2 separate regions of the Sus scrofa genome follow, and region 1 is linked to region 2. The links are chromatin contacts, called in public HiChIP or PLAC-seq maps. All regions are on one chromosome and are shown on one strand. The core of a region is the stretch at or near the end of the contact, and the rest is flanking DNA. Distances in the headings are between cores, read along the strand shown.

What was found. HiChIP or PLAC-seq counts read pairs in DNA pulled down with a chosen protein or histone mark.
Region 1: a contact with region 2 is called in an H3K27ac HiChIP or PLAC-seq map of alveolar macrophages. The contact joins two enhancer-like sites. A contact is called at or near these places in 2 of 2 datasets of contacts at active chromatin or transcription factors (alveolar macrophages and skeletal muscle).

The regions. Positions count from the first base shown.
Region 1 is chr4:129,614,012-129,618,187 of Sscrofa11.1, forward strand. All of the region lies in intron 2 of ODF2L (outer dense fiber protein 2-like), which reads left to right. Among named protein-coding and RNA genes, the nearest start is that of CLCA4, 23 kb to the left of the region's middle. Within about 2 kb of position 2,485, at least 14 of the 83 cell types and tissues checked have an H3K27ac peak or open chromatin away from gene starts, as enhancers often do. A contact at or near this core is called in alveolar macrophages, where this site is marked.
Region 2 is chr4:129,451,562-129,455,373 of Sscrofa11.1, forward strand. All of the region lies in intron 1 of ODF2L (outer dense fiber protein 2-like), which reads left to right. Among named protein-coding and RNA genes, the nearest start is that of ODF2L, 57 kb to the left of the region's middle. Within about 2 kb of position 1,935, at least 8 of the 83 cell types and tissues checked have an H3K27ac peak or open chromatin away from gene starts, as enhancers often do. A contact at or near this core is called in alveolar macrophages, where this site is marked.

The DNA.
Region 1 (4,176 bases), core at 1,235-3,734, 160 kb after region 2:
CACTCGGTTTGTTGGACCTCTGCTTCATCTGTAAAATGTGAATAATGGTAATACTAATACTAACACCGTTTCTGTGAAATAAAATGAGATAATACAGCAGAGGCTCTCAGAGTTGTATCTGACACTTAGTAAGTGCTAAGTAAATGTTAGCTGTTATCATTACTATAAATAATAATAAATAGTCTTATTATTCTTATGCCGTGCAGTCTAATATCACTGCTAAGAAAAGTTGCTTGCATCTTCTCTCCATCAGGCTAATAATTATGAATAGCTTTAGTATAATTGCGGCCATGTTTTGGCTGCAATTCTAGCCAAAGAATCAACCTAGACACGCTTATTGGCGGCAGAAAAAAGAAGGCCTGAAAATCCGAGGCATGCAGCTGAGCCTCTGTTTCAGAGGAGGTGTAGTAAACTGATTAAAGAGATTGGTCTCCAGATTTTGACTAACTCTGGTTTAAACACGACTTAAGTCACTTACCAACTGAGATTGCAGGCAGATGACTTAACTGCGAGTCTTAGCTGCCTGTCTAACCACCTTTGGATACGAGAGCCTATGGCTTCGGAGGGCCCCGCCCTTGCCCCGAGCTGGCCTGTGAGAGGCCTGTGCGGTCACATAGGCCTGCACTTGGAAAGGTGCTATGCTTTGCCTAATGCTCTGCTCTCGTTGTCTTGAAATTCTTAGGAACCTTGTCTTTGAACTTAGGTTTCGTAAGTGGAGTGTGATGGGACAATGGCTCATGCACGTAAGCGGAGCAGACACGTGCAATGCATGTGTCCAGCGCTCCTGCCGCTCTGCCTGCCTCTAGCGGTCGTGGTGTCCAGTGCGCTCCCGCAGTGTTGGATGTCAGCGAGGCGCAAGGGAGTGGGTCTGAGTAGACGGCGCCCGACAGCCTGGAGAGGATGTGCTTTCAGTCTAGCCCAGAACCTTGAGGCAGGAAGAAGGCAGCGACACGCTAAGACACACGAACAACCGAGACGTGGTGCCACATCTGTTCTTACTCATGTTTTTCCCTTCTTTAGCCAACTGCTTATGTTGGCAATTCTGATACAGAAGGAAGGGGAAGAAAGAGTAACCCATGGCTCCCTTTCCTTTCTGCCTTTCCTTATTCACCAGTGAGCCAGAGGTAGCGCGCGTAGGGCCAGATGTGAAATAAAAACACTTGCATTCGTTTTTTGTGCAGGGTTTTCACTGTTGTGGCAAGAATGAAATATATATGTGTAGGAGCTATAAATTACAAAGTGTGTATTCCACATGCAATTTAAATGCTCTTATATGTGCCTTTAGAACTAGCATTGCCCCATCTAAAGATGAAGGGTAAAAGTCATAAGAATACTTTAAAATTGTGGCTTTTTAAAATTTAGAATAACTTTAAATAGCAAATAAAAAGCACAATGACAAACCAATGAACACTGTGAAAGACAGGAAAAAGCTTTGTATTTTAGTAGCTTTGATGACATTATTTGTTTACTGCTGCTTAAACAAGGGATCTCACGTTATCGTTTTGCCCTGGGTCCTCAGCTGGTGTCACTGATCCTTTCCTCTTTCTATGGGATAAGAAGTCCCAGGGCCGAGAGGCTGGGCACACCAGAGCTGGGCCCCTTCTCCTCCTGATCACACCACACATGCCTGAAACCTGAAGTTCCCTGCTAGGTGGCTGAGCCTCCTTCCATGGCCTGCCTGGGCCACAGCTGGCGTGGGTGCCAGGATCCGCTCTCCCCAGGGCAGGTCGCCTCAGAGGTGTGTTCACTCTGGACTGGAGAGCTGGGCAAAGGGCAGTGGCTGATGAGCTGTGCGGGCTGCGGGGCCACACCCAGATGGGTGGTTCCTCGAGGTGAGCACTGGACTTGGCGGGGGAGGAAGAACCGAGGGTGCCCTGTGGTCCGTCTGTCCCGGAGCCGCCATGTCCAGCATGACACTGGAAGGGGTCAGAGAATTTTAAGTTTGAATCTGGCCTTTCACGTCATTAGGAAAGTACTTTTGCCAAGCCTGACGGTGTCACAGCTTGCGAGCCTGACTTATAGTGTTTGCATATTTGGAGACGTGGCCTGTGGTCTCCATTTACACTTTTGCCTCAGGCCCCTCAGATGTTGGGGAGGGACACGACGTGAGTACGAAAAGCACCCAGTAGATGGGGGCTGCCCTCGAGAGGAGATGGTGGAGCAAATAGTGACGGAAATGATGCGCCCCCATTGGCTTCTCAGACGAGGCTCCGAGGCCCCGCTCGCCTCTCCCTGCTCCCACGCCCCCTCCGCCCCGGGTAGGTGGTGGTCGTGGCCCTGGCAGCCTTCTGCTCTCCCGTCCCAGAGACGGAGGCCGTGCTCTCCCCAGCCTGGCCGCCTGGAGAGCTGGTCCCTTCTCCTCCTGATCACACCACACATGCCTGAAACCTGAAGTTCCCTGCTAGGCGGCTGAGCCTCCTTCCATGGCCTGGCTGCTTGAGGCGCTTGGGTAACACAGCCGCGCCCCGTGGGGAGGATGGGCGGCCTGAGTCACGCGCCAGCTGGGTTCGCCCTCTGCGGCCGGGGCTGTGCTGTCCAGTCTGCTGCTCATCATGCCTGCTTTGGTTTGGGGTTTGTTTCTAAGGGAGCTGGGATTACTTTGACGTTGAGGAAAATATTTCTCTCTCTAATAGCTAAAGTAGGTTAAGAAGAACCATTTAATGTCCCCCTTTTCTCCTGAGGTGCTAGGGACGAGGTAACACAGACTTTTCTCAGCTATGCTAACTGTGCATAGCTGAGGTTTTCTCATTCAGTGAATATCCTGTCCTATTTAGATCCTACTGGATTGTCAGCTTCATTTCTGTGAAATTTTACTCTAAGCCTCCTTGAACACTGTTTTATTATTTTTATTTTTTGTCTTTTTAGGGCGGTATCTGCAGCATATGGAAGTTCCCAGGCTAGGGGTTGAATTGGAGCTGAAGCAGCTGGCTTATACCATGGCCACAGCCAGTGCAGGATCTGAGCTGCATCTGCAACCACCACAGCTCACAGCAACGCCAGATCCTTAACCTACTGAGCAAGGTCAGGGATTGAACCTGTGTCTTCACGGATGCTAGTCAGATTCGTTTCCACTGAGCCACGACAGGAACTCCAAACACTGTTTTATTGATTTGTCTGCTCTTTGTTTTAATGAATCACTTTAACAGATATGCTTGCAAAACATGGTTTTTGGAAATATTTTGGTGTTTCTTCAAATGTCTAAATGTAGAATTATTTGGGGGTCCATTAAGGCCACATGTGGAGTGGTTTGTTTTTTAAGTATAATTTTTTTTTTGTCTATTTGCTATTTATTGGGCCGCTTCTGCGGCATATGGAGGTACCCAGCCTAGGGGTCTAATCGGAGCTGTAGCCACCAGCCTACGCCAGAGCCACAGCAACGCGGGATCCGAGCCGCATCTGCAACCTACACCACAGCTCACGGCAACGCCAGATCGTTAACCCACTGAGCAAGGCCAGGGACCGAACCCGCAACCTCATGGTTCCTAGTCGGATTCGTTAACCACTGCGCCACGACGGGAACTCCATAAGTATAATTTTTAAAAAATAGTGCTGTGGAGTTCCTGTCATGGCTCAGTGGTTGACAAATCCGACTAGGAACCATGAGGTTGAGGGTTCGATCCTTGGCCTTGCTCAGCGGGTTAAGGACCCGGTGTTGCCATGAGCTGTGGTGTAGGTCATAGACGAGACTCGGTTCCCGCGTTGCTGTGGCTGTAGTGTAGGCCGGTGGCTACAGCTCTGATTGGACCCCTAGCCAGGGAACCTCCATATGCTGCGGGAGCGGCCCAGAAAAGACAAAAAAAAAAAAAAAGGCACTGAAATTTCTTTTCTGTCTCTCATTCTTTAGCTTGTATCGATATCGCTAGTCTATCAATGAGCAAAGGAAGAGACTTAGATCCCTAGAATCACCCCAGAGTGTATCTGGCAGTAGATTTCACCCAACTTGGAATATGTAGTTGTATTTGGAAAAATGGAGGTTTGATTTGGGTTATGTTGTTTCTTTTCTCTTGCTTGGTTTTCCCTCCTTGTTTTGTGCTTATTGCCAGACATCATGAAAGTGGAAGCATCACATTCTCTGGCGGACACCACATGTGGATTAGCTACCAAACCACAGGTTCTTAAAATAGATGCTTCCCCTAAAACAGTGCCCACATACTGTGCATCACTAAGTGCCTGCTT
Region 2 (3,812 bases), core at 685-3,184:
CATTCCTGAAATAAACTCTTTGTTTGGTGGCGTGAAACAAGTAAGTAGAAGCTTCAGTTACCATTTCCTGGCAAAATTAAAAATATCTCATGGTAGAAATTATACAATGAAATGAACATGAACGCTTAGGTACAAACGAGAAGGTGTTAATATAAGCCCCTCTCCTCAAATATGTCAGCAAAGACTAGATGAAAAAATAGGTCATATTTTAGTTCATCTCTCTAGTCAATTCTTATTTTCATATACCTAGAAATTCAGTTCTTTCTTTCTTTTTTGCCTATCCAGACCTGCATTCAGTAAATGGGTTGTAGCGGGGAGTAAGGGTGCTGGGTGAGGTGTGAAGGGGATTAAGACAAGAGTTTGTTGGCAAGTTGCTTATTGAATTGAACAGAGGTGCCTATAATTGGGTTGGGAGTTTACAGTTTGGTAGATTTTATACTGTTGTTAATTGAAAAAAAATTTGGCTATGTTTATTTTGAGTTATCTTCTCTTATGGAATATGTTCATAAAAGATGAAGTTTTACCAAGCAGTAATTTTCTAAAAATAGATAGCTATCACTGGATTCAAGTTCCAGTTTTGCCACTCTGTATGACTGTACAAATCACACAACTTCTCTCATTTATACAATAAGGGTAATTAATAATCTCTGTTCTTGACTATGTCATAGGGGTTTTGGGAGGATTAAAGAAAATAGTGTTGGGAGTTCCCGTCGTGGCACAGTGGTTAACGAATCCGACTAGGAACCATGAGGTTGCGGGTTCGGTCCCTGCCCTTGCTCAGTGGGTTAACGATCCGGCGTTGCCGTGAGCTGTGGTGTAGGTTGCAGACGCGGCTCGGATCCCGCGTTGCTGTGGCTCTGGCGTAGGCCGGTGGCTACAGCTCCGATTCAACCCCTAGCCTGGGAACCTCCATATGCCGCGGAAGCGGCCCAAGAGATAGCAACAACAACAACAACAACAACAAGACAAAAAAAAAAAAAAAAATAGTGTTGGAGTGCCATATATGAAGCGTTTGTTTTACTAACTAATGCAAATAAGATTAGGAAGTAAGTCAACTTCAAAAACACATAATATTTTCTTTAAGATCAGATACATAAGAATTTCAAAATTTTCAGTGTTGAGCAAGTATGAACAACTGAGAAAAATTGAAAAAATGTATAATGAACCTCTAAAGCTAAAAATGGGTTAATTACCTAAACATAAAAGTAACTTTATAAAGATAATTTTTTTTTTTTTGTCTTTTTAGGGCTGCACCTGTGGCATATGGAGGTTCCCAGGCTGGGATCAAGTTGGAGCTGTAGCTGTTGGCCTGTGCCATGCCACAGCCACAGAAATGTGGGATCTGAGCCGTGTCTGCAGCCTACACCACAGCTTACAGCAATGCTGGATCCCCAACCCACTGAGCAAGACCAGGGGTTGAACCTGCATCCTCGTGGGTACTAGTCAGATTCATTTCTGCTGAGCCACAACAGGAACTCCTATAAAGATAAAATTTTGAAATAATTCTCTACTAGCTCTAAGGTCTTCTGTTAGCTTAATGAGTTAAAAAAATATTAGTAGTTTGGTCTTTAATAACTCATTAGGGGAATAACTAATACTATTAATATATGATAAATAATACCTATACTAAGCAGATATTTATCTTGATAGTTTAGATGCATACTACATAAATGATGAATACTGTCAAAGCAATTTTGGATAGTCACAGCTGTGTGAATGGGTGTATTTGCCTGGATAACATGAGTTGAAAGTATGCTTCCTGATATAAAAATAAATGGACAGTAAATTTTTCTCTTACCTTTGTGTTTTGAATGAGTCTTTCACCTTTGGGCACACTGGGGTTAATTGCAGTGGCAATGCCATCACATCCATAGTTATTCAAATTTACTGTTGAGCTGTGCACCCAGGCAAGAGATGCGCAGTTAGGAACACTAACACTCAGACTGAGCATCATTCTGCAGATGTTGCAGTAAACTTGTTGGAAATGTAAGGAGAATATGTATGTACCTGCTTAACCTAGAAATTTGACTCTAGACTCAAATATTTGCATAAATATAATGTCTAATTAAATATTTTGATGGACTTCCTTATATTCTAAAGCATTGTTTAGTTTTTAAGTAGCAATAGGGATTATGTTCAACGTTTATCATACTTTTTTCTGAGACAGCTAAATTGTTAAGTGCTCATTGAAATGAGCAGTTCTTTTGGATTATTTGTGTAGTTGTCACCCACATTGTGGTGGCGGCTCTTTGTCGTCGTCGACTGGTATGAGGTATCTTCCTGTCCTGGGGTCTGTTTATAGCAAAGTATTCTGTGCGAGGATGAGGAACTGAAATGAAAAGCACCAGGAAATAACAGATGAAAAGGACCTGATTAAAAAGCAGAACAAAACAAACAAAAATGAATTAAGGAACTAGAATGGGAGTGGCGGTGAGTTAGGGTTTCTCTTCCTTTTTTAGATGGGAGTGATACAAGCACAGTGATTGAGGACAGCTATGGGTTAAGGGGGAACTGGATTTTTTGATTACCTTCTGCGATGATTATTCGGGTATTTTAATTTTCAAATAGCACTGAATGCTTTAAGTCCTCAAGTAAACTTAATATGCTTCAATCAGACTTCTTTTTTGTTTTGAACACAAATCTGCCAATGATTTTTATCTTGACATAACTGTACACATAGCATTGTGAGCTGGCTTTGGAGTCAGATGACTCTAAACCTGACCTTTGCCTTGGTCATTTAAGTCTTGTGATTCTTTTTTAAAATTGAGGTATAGTCACTGTGCATTATTATGTAAGTTTCAGACATATGACATAGTGATTCTCAATTTTAAAAGATTATATTACATTTATAGTTATTATAAAATATTGTTTATACTTCCTGTGGTGTACAATGTATCTTCTTAGTTTATATGTTTTATACATAATAGTTTGTACTTCTTAACCCCTCTACCCCTATTTCTCCCCTCCCCTCATCTCTCTCCCCACTGGAAACCACTAGTTTGTTCTCTATGTATGTGAGTCTGTTTCTTTTTTTGTTATATTTACTAGTTTTATTTTTTAGATTTCACATATAAATGAAATCATGCAATATTTGTCTTTGTCTACCTCATTTCACTTAGCATAACCTCCAATTCCATTCAAGTTGTTGCAGATGAGAAGATTCCATTCTTTTAATGGCTGCGTAGTATTCCATTGTATATATGTGCCACATCTTTATCCATTCATCTGCTGATGTACACTTTACTTGCTTGTACATCTTGGCGATTGTAAATAATGCTCCAATGAACATTGGGGTGCATATATCTTTTCAAATTAGTGTTTGAGGTTTTTTTTTTTTTTTTTTTTTTTTTGGATATATATCCAGGAGCGGAGTTGCTTGGTCATGTGGTAGTTTTCAGTTTTTTTGAGAATCTCCATACTGGTTTCCACAGTGGCTATACCAGTTTGCTTTCCTGCCAACAGAGTGCAAGCATTCTCTTTTCTCTACATCCTCCCCAACATTTGGTATTTATGGTCTTTTAAATGATAGCTGTTTTGACAAGTGAGTCACATGATTCTTAGTAAAATTGTGTGGCCCTTTTTAGGTCTAGTTTATTTTCTGTGGTATTGTAATAAATATGGATGTTTAAATGAGTGAATATATGGAAAGCACTTCACACAAGATTTCTGACACCTGATAAGCACTCAATAAATGTTACCCATTATTATTAAACATTATACATTTTATTATGTTTCCAAAACTCACATTAAAATTTTGGCAGTTATATCCTATGTTTTTATTGGCTTCTCTTGTAAAATTTTAAATATAGTTA